2 separate regions of the Mus musculus genome follow, and region 2 is linked to region 1. The links are chromatin contacts, called in public Hi-C maps. All regions are on one chromosome and are shown on one strand. The core of a region is the stretch at or near the end of the contact, and the rest is flanking DNA. Distances in the headings are between cores, read along the strand shown.

The links. A called contact is a pair of places that touch in the nucleus more often than the background predicts.
Region 2: a contact with region 1 is called in a Hi-C map of olfactory sensory neurons, with 4 times the contacts expected there. The contact joins the promoter of Rest here to the enhancer-like site in region 1. A contact is called at or near these places in 2 of 39 promoter capture datasets (liver and pre-B cells), 2 of 484 Hi-C or Micro-C datasets (CD8 T cells and olfactory sensory neurons) and 4 of 115 datasets of contacts at active chromatin or transcription factors (T-cell acute lymphoblastic leukemia, bone marrow-derived macrophages and embryonic stem cells).

Annotation. Positions count from the first base shown.
Region 1 is chr5:76,925,361-76,931,947 of GRCm38.p6, reverse strand. It overlaps Ppat (phosphoribosyl pyrophosphate amidotransferase), which reads left to right. Exons shown (of 11, transcript NM_172146.2): 2 at 5,091-5,157; 3 at 6,068-6,274. LOC115486295 (a long non-coding RNA gene) reads left to right here. Exons shown (of 2, transcript XR_003955939.1): 2 at 1,434-4,501. Among named protein-coding and RNA genes, the nearest start is that of Paics, 23 kb to the left of the region's middle. Within about 2 kb of position 3,312, at least 153 of the 459 cell types and tissues checked have an H3K27ac peak or open chromatin away from gene starts, as enhancers often do. A contact at or near this core is called in liver and olfactory sensory neurons, where this site is marked.
Region 2 is chr5:77,262,349-77,268,935 of GRCm38.p6, reverse strand. Rest (RE1-silencing transcription factor) reads right to left here and starts at 3,442. Exons shown (of 4, transcript NM_011263.2): 1 at 3,148-3,442; 2 at 113-1,004. The coding sequence starts at 995.

The sequences.
Region 1 (6,587 bases), core at 2,063-4,562:
TCCCAGGTGACGATATATGGGACCTGATCCGGGTGTCCGTGGGGACCAGGACAAAACACTCTAGACTTAACCTGAGAGATAATACTTAAATTGAAAGTACCATCCTGAGGCCATCCCACATTGAAAGTTGGCCATTCAGCGGAACAGAAGGTAATCCAGCGCCTCTTCTTGACATCCACAGACTGGTTGGATGCAATGCGCTGGACATCTCCCCAGTGCTGCAAGGTTAAACTCAGAGGGGTAGTTACGGTCTGTCCCATGATCTCGAAAACACTTAAAGACAGAAGAAAACTAACGAAGAACAAAAGAACAACAAACAAATCAGACGCGCGGCGCGGCTTCGGCGTAAAACCGAAAGCAAAAATTCAGACGGGGGCGGGAAGTGTCTCTGTCTCTCGTCCCCCAACAAAGCCACGTACAGTGGCGGAGCTCCAAAAAGTCCGACTCGGGTAGGTTAACTGATACAGAATGGGCCACAAAACGGGCCCCCGAGGCCGCTGGGACGTCTCCCAGGGGCTGCGGCCGGGAATACGAACTCGTCAGTTCTTCCGCGGAACCGCCAGATACAGATCTAGTTAGCTAACTAGTACAGACGCAGGCGCAAACATTGGATGCCGGCACAAACACGCACGAAGACAGAGACAGACACGAAACGACCGCTGGCCAGCTTACCTCCCGGCGGGGGGGTCGGTGGTCCCTGGGCAGGGGTCTCCAAATCTCGGTGGGACCTCCAAATGAAAGACCCCCGACGTGGGTAGTCAATCAATCTGAGGAGACCCTCTCAAGGACCAGCGAGACCACGATTCGGATGCAAACAGCAAGAGGCTTTATTGGGAGCACGGGTACCCGGGCGACGCAGTCTATCGGAGGACTGGCGCGCCGAGTGTGGAGTTTTTACCCTTTTTATAGGGCTGGGGCTGGGGAGCAAAAAGCGCGGTTACAGAAGCGAGAAGCGAGCTGGTTGGTTAGTTCGAATAAGGCTTGGGGTATTTCTCGGTCATTTGGGGAAACTGAGGTGGGACTTTTTAGTTCTAAACAATGTCTATTTTCAAGAAATGGGTATGGGAGGGGTACGAGGAAAGGGTCTAATGAAGGTTCAACAATGGGCACACACCTGGTCAGAACATTGGCAGACACACAGGTTCAAGGAGTGGCCAGAGCACTGTGCACCTCTATTTTTCTAAATCAGTGAAGCTAGTTCTGCTAACACTGACGTCTGAGAGCCATCTGTTCTTGGCCCTGAGCCGGGGCCCAGGTGCTTGACCACCGATATTTGGCCCCTGTCCCAGTATTATTCAGCCTTAATCTTTAACTGTTAATCTTTAACTGAACTTTCTTGTAACTTTTGAGAACTCAGCTCTGGTACTTTTTCATGCCTTGCAAAATGGCGTTACTGCAGCTAGCTTGCTAAGCCTGATGGTGGGGTCTTTCAGGTGTGGAACCTTACCTTCTGCGATCTGAGATTGCATATTGGCTTTTTGAAAACTTCATCTATTTTAAGAAATCCTACTTTACTTCTTTCTTACTTTGTAATTATGTAACTTTTTTTGTTTTAACATTTTGGAGAACAAACATCCATTAAATCTTTCGTTATCTCTCTCTCTCTCTCTCTCTTTTTTTTTTTTTTTTTGGTTTTTCCAGACAGGGTTTCTCTGTGTAGCCCTGGCTGTCCTGGAACTCACTTTGTAGACCAGGCTGGCCTCGAACTCAGAAATCCGCCTGTCTCTGCCTCCCAAGTTCTGGGCTTAAAGGTGTGTGCCACCACTGCCTGGCTGTTTAGTTATCTCTTCAGGAACTGGTCTATTAACTAACATTTAAGGGGCCCAGCTGATGGTTCAGTGGGAAAGTAGCACACATGCCGACAACCTAGAGGTGTTAAGCTGGCACCTCTACTGCTCAGGGTACGTTTGTATAAAGCAAGGAGAGACAGAGAGTGGGGTCCTGGCCACGGTGGGAATAGGGTCCAGGTGCCTTCTGTTAGGAGGGCATGGGCCTTGTGTGAGACGCCACTTTCAGTTAGGAGGGCATGAGCCTTGTGTGAGACGCCACTTTCAGTTAGGAGGGCATGAGCCTTGTGTGAGACGCCACTGACCTGAGTTGTCGTTTACAGAAGTGGATAGGTGAAAAAGTGTCAGTGGGGCAGTCAGGAGTGGAGAGTTGATTTCTAGCACTTGGAAAGAGAAAAGGGCGGGGGTGGGGGGGAGAAGAAAGGGAAGGGAACCATCTTATCTACACTTAAAAACTAGAATATCCAACTGGCTAGAGCTAACAGGAAGGGCTGTGGGGGTGTGGTAGCACTTGGTCAGCAAGCCCAAGGCCTTTCATTCCTCAGAACTGCATAAGGTGGGGGATGGGGTGGTCGGTTATAGAAGTTAATTTTTCCTTAAAAAAAATCAAAATAGAAGCAAGCAGGTGGCAAAAGGCTAAAGGGAAAAAGAGAACTGTCAGAGCAGCACTGCAGAATCACTGTCACTAAAGATGGCGCCAGCTACTGTCCCTGGCTGCTTCACCAAGTTCTCTTAATGGATCTCCAGGCAGAGAGCCTGGCTGTGTGTGCAGCTGCTTGTCTGTCCTGAGACAGTGATGAAATGGGAAATAGGCGTGGTTAGTCCTGCCGGAAGCTGGAGGGAAATCTCCATCTATTGACCTTGCCTGTGGAGTTGACACATTGATGGGGAAGAGGAAGGGCTTTGTCACACAAGGTCCTCCAGGCAGCCTGTTTTCATTCCTAGCATACAATTTCCTGGAAGAGCCCTACTTCCTGGGGGCTCCATTACAGATTTGGGGGGGGGGTCTTTTCATCTATTTAAGAGGTGGGGATATTCGATGAGAAATTTGGTCTTTTTTGAAACTGTGAATAACAGCAGCTGGACAGCATTATTTGATATTTTCCCTTCTGATAAGGGTATAAAAATAAATCATTAAGTATTCAAACCTGTCTATGTTTCAGCCGTAGTTAGCAGAGCAGTTTAGTGCTGTTTTTAATGTGTCTTTGCTGTGTTGGGATGTAAGAAGTGATGGTTTGGAAATTCATACCTTGTGCCAAATAGTATGTTGTTTTTTTTGTTTTCTGTTTTTGTTGTTGTTGTGTGTTTTGTTTTTAATCTTGATAGTTCAGGCTACATTTATCGTATGTATTCAGAAACTGTAAACACAGTGACAGACAAAAGAATGGAGATTTTCTTTTTTACCTTCGGTGATCTCTGGGGCTGTAACTGGGCTCAGGGTTGCCAGGCACTTGCTGCAGCAACCATCCTCCTCTGCTAACCGTGCGGTCGGTTCAGACTGCAGGATTGCGTCCAGAGCGTGGAAGAACTTCATCGTCCTCGAGCTGTCTCCTGACCTGTGGGCATGCTTAACTGTCCTGTATTCGTACTTGAGGTTTTTATACTTTGCCCGGCACTGCTTCCAGTCTCTGTATACTCCTAGTGTTTGCAGCCTTTTAGCGACGTAAATAAAGATTTCTTTATTTCTCAGTGTTCGGTAAAGTTGTTTTCGTATATTTCTTTCTGCCCAGACACTTAGTAAAGCCTTGACCTCCTCCTCCGTCCAGTGTTTCCCAGGTCCACTCTCCATGTTTAAAGTGACCTGGAAGTGATTTGCTATTTCTAGCTCATGTTTTTGTTTCCTAGGAAACCAGAGGGCTGGTTGTCCATGAGCTCTGAAGAGCTTGAGAGGGTGTAGTTTAACTGGTTCAAGCTGCCTAAGGGAGTAACTTGAGGATCTGCCAAATAAGCAGGCTCTTGTGGTTAAAGAAGCCTGGACCTAAATGATTGCTAATCTTATTTGGGCTTCAGGGGAAAATTAACCTTGGGACAAAAGGGATGAAAACTACTTTGTGGGGGGCAGGGAGTCTCTTTCCTTTATAATTTTTGGCTTCATTGAATGTGTTATTTTTGTTTTTTGTTTTTTTAATTACTTGGAAATGGTTGGCAGTAGCTGTGGGGATTTTTTTTTAAAGGTTTATAGCAAATATGAATAGCTATGTATTTAAAAAGCATTGAATTTGAACCTAATTGATAGCTCAGTGGTTAAGAGCACTTGCTCTTGTGGGGGGGGGGGGTGGGGACATGACACCCAGGTTCTGTTCCCAGCGTCCGTGTAGCAGCTTACAGATGTCTGTATGTAACTCCAGCTCTATGGGATCTGACACCCTATTCTGGCCTCTTTGGGGATACCCAGCACCCACATGGTACATATACATACATGTATACAAAACACCCAAACACAGAAAAGCAAAAGGAAAAACACTTGCAAAAGCATTACATTTTGACTGAGGTTTATAGCTAATAATCACTTGAAGGCTTATATCATGCTGGGGGTGATGGTGCTCGCCTTTGATCCCAGCATTAGGGAGGTAGGGGCGGGCAGATTTCTCTGAGTTTGAGGCCACCCTGGTTTACGTAGCAAGCTCCAGGACAGCAAGGCTACATGGAGAAACCTGTTACCACACAAGGAGGGTGGGATTGATTTGTTGGAGGAAGTTTGGAAAGTATAAAAAGCAAGACAAAAAAACTGTTAGCCGGGTGTGGTGATGGGCACCCGTTATCCCAGCACACTTGATGTTAGAGCAAGGGGCGCCCATGATGTGGTATACTGAGACCTTGCCTCAGAAAATTTTACTTGATGTCATGTCCAGTTTTAGTATATGCAGCTAAGTATTCTTGCCTTCTCTGATATTGATATCTACATACTTCACTGCTTGAGGCTTTATTCAGAGGCAGATTATAGGCATTAGATATCCAGATTCTGGAGTTGGGTTATCTGTTCTGAACACACAGTACAACCGGTCATCTGCACAATTGTTGTGTTACTTCATTTTCTTTGCATTTCTCTCTGAATCCTAATCATAGCTCCCGTTTCACAGGATTGCTATGAAAGCCAGATCAGATGATATACGTAAATACTGGTGACCGAAGGGCCTGGCGTATCAATTAGAATTAGATGACACTACCCTGTTGTCACAGTCCAGAGATGTCCCGAGCCTCTCAGCTTATGGGTTCCTTTGGGAAGGGGATGCGTGACGAAGCTCTGCAGGAAATGTATCAAGTGGCCTGATTTAACAGGTGATGTGTTTATTTTGTTCACAGAGGTCAGGAGAGCGCTGGTATTGTGACCAGTGATGGGAGTGCAGTGCCTAAATTCAGGGTGCATAAGGTAAGTCTGAACATGAAAGACTGATGCTGGAGATGACTGCTGCCAGCTGGGCAGTAATGTCTGCGGTGGAGGCTGGGCACGGTGGTGGGGGCCTTTAATGTTGTGTGTGTGTGTGCGCGCGCGCACGCAGAAACAGGTGGATCTATCTGAGTTTGAGGCTAGTTTGGTCTGTGTAGTAAGACCCTGTTTCTAAGTAAGCAAGCAAGTAAATAAACAGACATGGGAGTGTAAATAAATTTATAACTAGAAGCCATATTGGATAAATCTGCTTCCAATGGCGTGTCTTCACATTTGTCAAAGTAGGATGCATTTCTTTCCAGGTGATCTTTTGCTAGGCTGGCTCATGCAAGCCAGGAGGTCTATTTAAATGTTTTAAGATGCCTTATTTTTTTTTAATGCCAATTTCAGTTTATATTTGACAGATTTCATTGCCTAGTAATAAAATCTTATTGCTAACTATCTGTCATAAGATAGAAGTGTTTCAGTGTTGTGACAACCCTAAACTAATGAAGGGAATATCCTGAGTGCATTTTAGAAAGTGAATCCACGGGCCGGGCCAGGCGGTGGTGGCTCACGCCTTTAATCCCAGCACTTGGGAGGCAGAGGCAGGCGGATTTCTCAGGTCCAGGACAGCCAGGGCTACACAGAGAAACCCTGTCTCACCTGGGGTGTGGTGGCACTCACTCCCCCCACCCCCAAGAACTCGGAAGAGGGAGGCAGAGGCAAGCTAATCTCTGAGGACGGTCAAGGCTACATAGAGAAACTTCCACATTCCAAAGTTAATTCATTCACATTCTGGAGCACAGAGACAGATTGTGTCTAATTTGGGTTGCCCAGGGAAGGTCTTGTTTCTTCCCGGTCCTAGTTTCTGTTTTTTCCCTAAAATCTACTTTTACTTTGACTTCTCAAGGGAATGGGTCTTGTAAACCATGTTTTTACCGAAGACAATTTGAAGAAATTGTATGACTCAAACCTTGGAATCGGACATACGAGGTACGCCACCACGGGAAAGTGTGAGCTGGAAAACTGCCAGCCATTCGTAGTTGAGACGCTTCACGGAAAAATAGCTGTGGCCCATAACGGGGAACTGGTGAACGCCGCTCGGTTGCGGAAGAAGGTAAGTTGGTTTTTAAGAGCTCCTTTTTGAAAGGAAAAAAGGAAAGGAAGTTGAAGATCTCCGACAAAAGGCATCTTCTAGTTACTGCCACTGTTACCTCCCTGCACGAAGCCATTGCATCAGAATTGCCTGGCCTGCTTGCTCTAAATCCAGATTCTTGTACTCCCCAAGTGATCGGAGCAGTGCCACTTTGTGATTTGGAATGTTGGTGTATGGTTACTGTCAACAGCACAAAGCGCTACTGTAAACAGCTCCTTATGACTGTTCCTATGCTCAGAATCTGTGACAGAGGAAAACTGAAGCACTGTTGCCT
Region 2 (6,587 bases), core at 2,193-4,692, 340 kb before region 1:
CTACGCCCTCAATTCCCTTGGGAAACCGTAGCATATCTTAGATGGGTTCAGTTTATATAATCCAAGTTTAAACGAAGTCACAGTTTGGAAACTACAACTTAGGCTCCCTTACCTGTGTGAGTTCGCACGTGCTGAACGTAGTTATTTTTTCTGTCTGAGAAGTAGTTGCACTTGCTGCAGGTGTAGACTTTCCTGGGGAAATGGTTTCTCAGGTGTTTCCTCCAGTGGTACTCGCTGACCGTCGTGTACGTGCAGATGATGCACTTGTAGATGCGCTCGTTCTCGCCAGCTCGCAGGTGGTGCTTCAGGTGTGCCATGTAGTGGTCATACCGGTTGGTATTGTAGCCACAGCGGTCACAGCGGATGGGGCCTTTGGAGAACTCGCCCTCTTCGGCCGGAGACGACCCCGACTCCCAGGCTTTGGCCTGTTTCTCTGCACTTTCCTCCACAAAGAACTTCTTAGCGCTGTGAATCCGGATGTGATGCACAAACTGCTCTTCAGATTCGGCTTCGTACTGGCAAGGCTTACACCGGAAGGGCTTGGCCTTAGAACTCCTGCATTTGTCTTCCGCCACGGGTGTTTCTGGAGCGGGATCTTTATTGGCGCTGTATATTTCTGGGGCAGCTGAGGCTTCAAATACGGGCTGGGGTTCTACAGCACTTAGCTCCAAACTTCCCAGTTCCATGTTTTCCAGCCCTTTGAGGTCAGCCGACTCTTCCAGGCCTTCTCCTTCACTTTCTGAGAAGTGGTTGTCTCCCACGGGCATCAATTCGGCCATCTGCCTCTCTTCACCGACCAGGTAATCGCAGCAGCTGCCGCTTGCCTCCCCCGTCAGGGCCACGTTGGCTAACATGATGAGCTGAGGGGCTGCCAGTTCAGCTTTCGAGAGCTCGTGCAGGTCGTACATGTCGTTGGTTAAGGCCATGCCCATGTTGGCACTGTTGTTGAAGAGACTGCCTCCTCCAGAAGACTGCCCCATCACCTGGGTGGCCATAACTGTACTCTGGATAAAGCAAAACCCCCCAAAATAAATAAATAAATAAATAAATAAATAAAGCCCTCATTACCCAAAGCAAGCATCTTTCCAATGCAACCTTTAAAATTCAACAAGCTTCGTTAACTTCTAACAACAACATTCAAATACTTTTTTTTCTGGTTGGGTATGGCAGTACTCGCATGTAATCCTAGCACTAGATAGGCCTGGGCAAGGGTGCTGTGAATTTTCAATTCTCTTTATTGCAATCACAAAAACAGATGAGGAACTGTTTCCTCTATAGCCAGAAGAAAAAAAAAAAAAAAAAAAGCGAATTCTTTGACCCATTGGGTCTACACCGGCATGCAAGTCTTCTTTTTGGTGGCTAATATTTTTAATGTTAACTAAAATTTTAATAACCAAATCACTGAATAGTTAACTATTGTTGTCTCACTTCTCCAACAGTTCAGTGGTCTGAATGAGAACTCCAAAGGAAAAGAGAGAGAGAGAGAGAGAGAGAGAGAGAGAGAGAAAGAAAAACCACAGGCGATTCTGGGGCCTCTAATGAGCACATCAAGAAATCTACAAGACTTCAACTTCTTCATGAGAATTCAACTAACTCTAAAAGAATAAACTGAAAAAAGTAACAAATTTTAAAAAACTTTTTGATGACTCTTAAAGGGGTGGCTACGGATCCCTTCTTCCCACAAAAGGGGAAGTTTTAAAGTGCTTTTTTGTTGTTGTTAGAAAACTCCCTCAAGAGTCGTGCAACTCAACACGTCAACCAACTTAGCCGCATTGTGCTTGACTTGGCCTACTTGCCTAGGGGAAGCCATTACAGATCACCTTCTTGAAAACAAGTTGAGTTTCTAAATGGTCTCAACCTCCAGCCTCAAAGGTACCAGTCTCAGAACTCAGTGTGCCTCTTGCAAATTATTAAAGGCAAGATATGCAAAGAATAAAAAAAGTACTAAAAGACAAACTAAAAACCGAAAATACTAAAAGCGGGCCGCTTCACCTAGAGTCTAAAACACAAGCTCGCCCGCTCACTCGCTCGCTCAGTTACATGCCCCAACAAAAAGTTGAGCCCGAATGCCATCACAGGAAACGGCTCTCCCCTAGTTCAACAGCCCCACGGATTCCACAACGGACCTCAACATCCACTCTAAAGCTTCCCCCACGCACCTCGGCAGCCACACTCCCAAGGAAATCTCCACGTCTCTCGGGCAGACTGTGCTAAGCACAGCCCGAGAGCAACGTGTTGCACCGAATTCCTATGTGCCGCTGCCACCAGCGCCGGCCTCGGCGGCGGCATTCCTAACTGAAATAGGCATTCGGCCATTTTCTCAAAATACCAAACACAAAGCAGCTCTTTGCAAACTTGGGCCCTCTTGCTTCCTCTCCGCCACCAACCCGCGGGCGGTGCCTGGGCTCGGACCTCACGCGCTGCCCACCACCCTAGAGGCGCCTCCCCGGCCGGCCGCGGCCCCGCAGCCCCCTCCCCCGCCGCCCGCCACTAGCCCGGCCGGGACTGGGCGGAAAAGTTACCTCGCTACCCGCGTCCGATCGGGCCTGTACCGGGGCTCCGCGGCGCCCTCCCGAGGCTGTCGGCCCCCGGTCGCTGCGAGGGGCCCCACGCGGGCCGCCACCGCCGCCCCCGTGGCCCGGAAGTTTGCGAACTTCGCTCCCCCGCTGCGCAGAGCCAGCGCGGGCCGCAGAAATCGCTGTCCAGCCTGCCGCCGGCGCCGCCCGTGCCCCGGGCTGAGTCAAGCGGGGCGGCCGCCTTCCGGCCCTGCTACGACTGGGGGGGAGGGGGCGGCGAGCCTGGGACGCCGGCGGGGCCGGGGGCGTTGGGCCCGAGGCGGAGGGAGGGCGGAGGGGGGAAGTTTCAGGACCGCGGTCACCAGCAGCGGCGCTCCGGCCTCCGTGGCCCCGGATCTCAGCGCCGTGCGGAAGGGCCTCCCCGTGCTCCGCTGGGGGCCGATGCCCACGCCGCTCCGCACCAGCCCCCGGCCCAGCCCGTGACTCGCTCCGTAACTCGATCCCGCCCCCGCCCGGCCGCCGCGCCGCCCGAGCCACAGTATCTGCAAATCAGCCCTGGACAGCGCCTCGCGCCGCTCCGCGCCTGCCCGCCGCCCTCCCCCGTCGCTCTCCTCGCTCCGCCGCGTCCTACCCTCTGAACTGTGCGCCCACGGTCCGCCACCCCCGCGTCGCCGCCGCTCCAACTCCTTTTCTTTGTTGCTGGACTTTCGGGGGAGGGGAGGGGAGGGAGAGCGGGGAAAAGTTGGGCGTCGAGGCCCTCGAGATCCCGGGGTGCGATCGCGGAGCGGGATCAGACCGCCGGCCCTGGTTCTGCCGTCGCTGCGGTCCCGGCCGCCCGGGTCTGGGGCCCGCGGCCTCGGCGGCGCTCCTCGGTCTTCTGCTGCTGCGCCGCGAGCTCGCGGGAGCCGCACATTCCAGCACAGGACGCTGCGCCGCGCACCCGGCCCGCGCCGTCGCCGCCCGCCCGCCCGCCGGACACGCCCCCTCGCCGTCCGCGCGCGCCCGCCGACACGCCCCCTTCCCCGCCCGCGCGCGTGGCCGCCGAGCGCGCCCCGCCCCTCGGTCCCGAGGCTCGAAGTGGACTCCTGGCCTGCCTGGGGGCGCGCCTCGGGGGAAACTTACCTAATCCGCCCGGCCCCCGACTCCCGCCTTAGGCTCATTAAAGGGGCGGAACCTACTCCCTGAGCTTCTTTCTTTTATAAACAAATAGCAGAAGTTAGCCCCAGCCTTACCCGGGCGTGCACGAGAATTGGGGTTGTTGGAGGAAAAAACGTGCAGGCATTGACCGCCCTCTTGAGAAGTATTGTCACTGGCCTCTTAAGTAAGGCTGAAGCCTCGAAAAATACTGTTCAGGCCTGGCGTGTGGGCTCTCGCCGTTAATCCCAACACTCAGAATGCTGTTGAGACTGGAGGATCAAGAGTTAAAGGCCGGAGTTCAAGATCAACCTGGGCTACTTAGGGACACTAGTGCAAGAAATTAAAAAACAATACAAAACCCGAAAATCGGCCCTGGCTGCACAAGTCTGTAATCCTACTTGAAAGGCGTGAGCACCAGGAGATCCAGGTCATTGACTTGACAAATTGGGGGGCCCGGGGGTGGGGGATTGCTCTTGTCTGCAATCAGACTCAGAATTCAGTAGACAGAGGCAGGAGGATTGCTGAGAGCTTAAAGCTTTAGTGTGCTATGTAAGAATTTTCAGGCCAGCCATAGCTACAAAGTGAGACCTTTCTCAATCAAAGAAACAAAATCTAAGTGCCTGCCTACACAGATCTTTATGCTTAACTGTAATTTTAAGCTTCATGAGGTCAAAATGCTTTCACATTGCAAACTCTTAACCAGGAGAAAATCAGTCCTTGTGGGGGTTGAGACAAAGCCAAGTCCAGTTCAGTACCTGACGTCTTATAATGGGGACAGGGAGTCTCAGGTCCTGTCCCTTCTCACCTGAAATGCTTTTTTAGCCTGCTTTTAATGTCTTCCTGGAAGTGGGCCTTGTAGCCTTTAATTTGTAGTTAGTGAACTACCAGCTAGAGTTTAAAGCTCTCGGCCGCCTTCAGGGCCCGGCATTTCCGGATCTAAATGTGTGAACCTCTCGTTGGCATTACTACAGAGGTAGCAGCAGGTGGGTGCTAAGAGGCTGGAAGCAGAGCTTCAGGTTTCTCTGACATTTTCCTTTACCTCTTTTCTGGCACGCTGTAGAACCCATCTTTCAAAAAAAAAAAACAAAACAAAACAAAACCCTACAATATATTACTAGTTGGTACAAAATTGAAGGCAAGGCGGAATGAAGGCCCTAAGGTACTTGACCACCAAAGATTTCAATGGCTGTTTTTTCTGGGACAGTCTCCCTACATAGTCTAGGCAGGCATCCAAATTGTGGTCTTTCCACCTCTGGAGTGTTGGTCTTACAGGTATAGGCCGCTGCGCACCAGAGTCTTTTCAGTGCAAGCTCCGTGCATTGAATCAGATTTGAAAAGAACTCTTAGAGGAATAAAATTGAGGAAGAGGGAAATGAAAAGCAAACGAAACAAGAACTCCTTCCCATTGAATTGGTGAAGAGAGAGACCAGGTTGGTGGCTTGGGTCAGTAATCCAGATACTTAGGGTTCAAGGCAAAAGGACTGCAGTTCAAAGTCATGTCCAGCTACATAGCTAGTCTGAGGCCAGGCTAAGGATACACAAGACTGGGGCTGGTGAGATGGCTCAGCGGTTAAGAGTACCGACTGCTCTTCCAAAGGTCCTAAATTCAAATCCCAGCAACCACGTGGTGGCTCACAACCATCTGTAACAAAAATCTGATGTCCTCTTCTGGAGTGTCTGAAGATAGCTACAGCGTACACAGACATAATAAATAAATAAATCTTTTAAAAAAATGCCCATGAGGGACTGCCTAGATTAGGCTAGTCGAGGTGGGAAAACCCACCTTAACTGGGTTTTCCCATTAAGAAAAAAAAAAAGATACACAAGACCCTGTCTCAAAGCAGAGTCAGGCACAGTGGCTCAAACCCACTGTGTCACCTGAAATAACCTTGAACATTTGCTTTTTCTTCCTGTGCCTCCCAATTACTGGGATTAAAGGTTTGAATCCACACACCCAGGTTTTGCAGTACTGAGAATCTGAGTCCTGTGTGCGAAACTACACTCTTCCCAACTACCTCTAACCATTCTACCTAACTACTACCTATTCTTTTTTTCTTTAAAAAAAAAATCTAAGTTGAGACTAAATTATATTCTCCTTTTATTTTTTAGATTTTTCTTTCCTGTGTTGTTTGTGAGGGTGCCAGAGGCCCTGGAGCTAGAATTACAGGCAGTTGTGAACCACCCATGCAGGTGCTGGGAATTAAACCTGAGCCCTCTGGATGAGCACCCAGTGCTCTTAACCACTGAGCTGTCTCTCCAGTTAGTAAATTATTTTCTTTTTCTTGTTTGTTTGTTCTTCAAGACAGGGTGTCTCTGTGTAGCCTTGGCTGTCCTGGAACTCTCAGGCCTCAAGCTCAAAGATCCACCTTCCTCAGCCTCCCGAATGCTGGGATTAAAGGCATGGGGCACCAGACCTGAATTGAAAATGATTTTCTTATTTATGGATTTGTTGTTGTTAGAGTCGTTGGTGATGGTGGTGGTGGTGGTGGTGGTGGTGGTGGTGGTGGTGGTGGTGGTGGTGGTGGTGGTGGTGGTAGTGGCAGTGGAGGTGTTTGCATGCAAGCGTGCCTACATACGTGCGTGCGTGCTTTTGCTGAAATAGTAACAAAGTAGCCCGGGTTGAGCTTCTACTAAATTTGTCAGATTTGAGGCTAGGTGCTTGAACTTTCCTGTAATCCCAGCCCTCAGGAAGCAGACACCAGAGGGATCACAGCCTAGTCTACACAGCAAGTTCTAGGCCTACCAGAGCTACGAAGTGAGAGACCCAGTCTCTGAAACAGAAAAGAAAATAGATATAAACTATTTCTTTTATGTCCAAAAGGGCACAAATAAAAGCACGGCCTTTTTCCAGTTCCCGGATGAACGTCCTTCATTTCCTCAGTGTGACTGCTGACTGGAAATAGTTTATTAATTGTGGATTTAGTCCTTCGTATT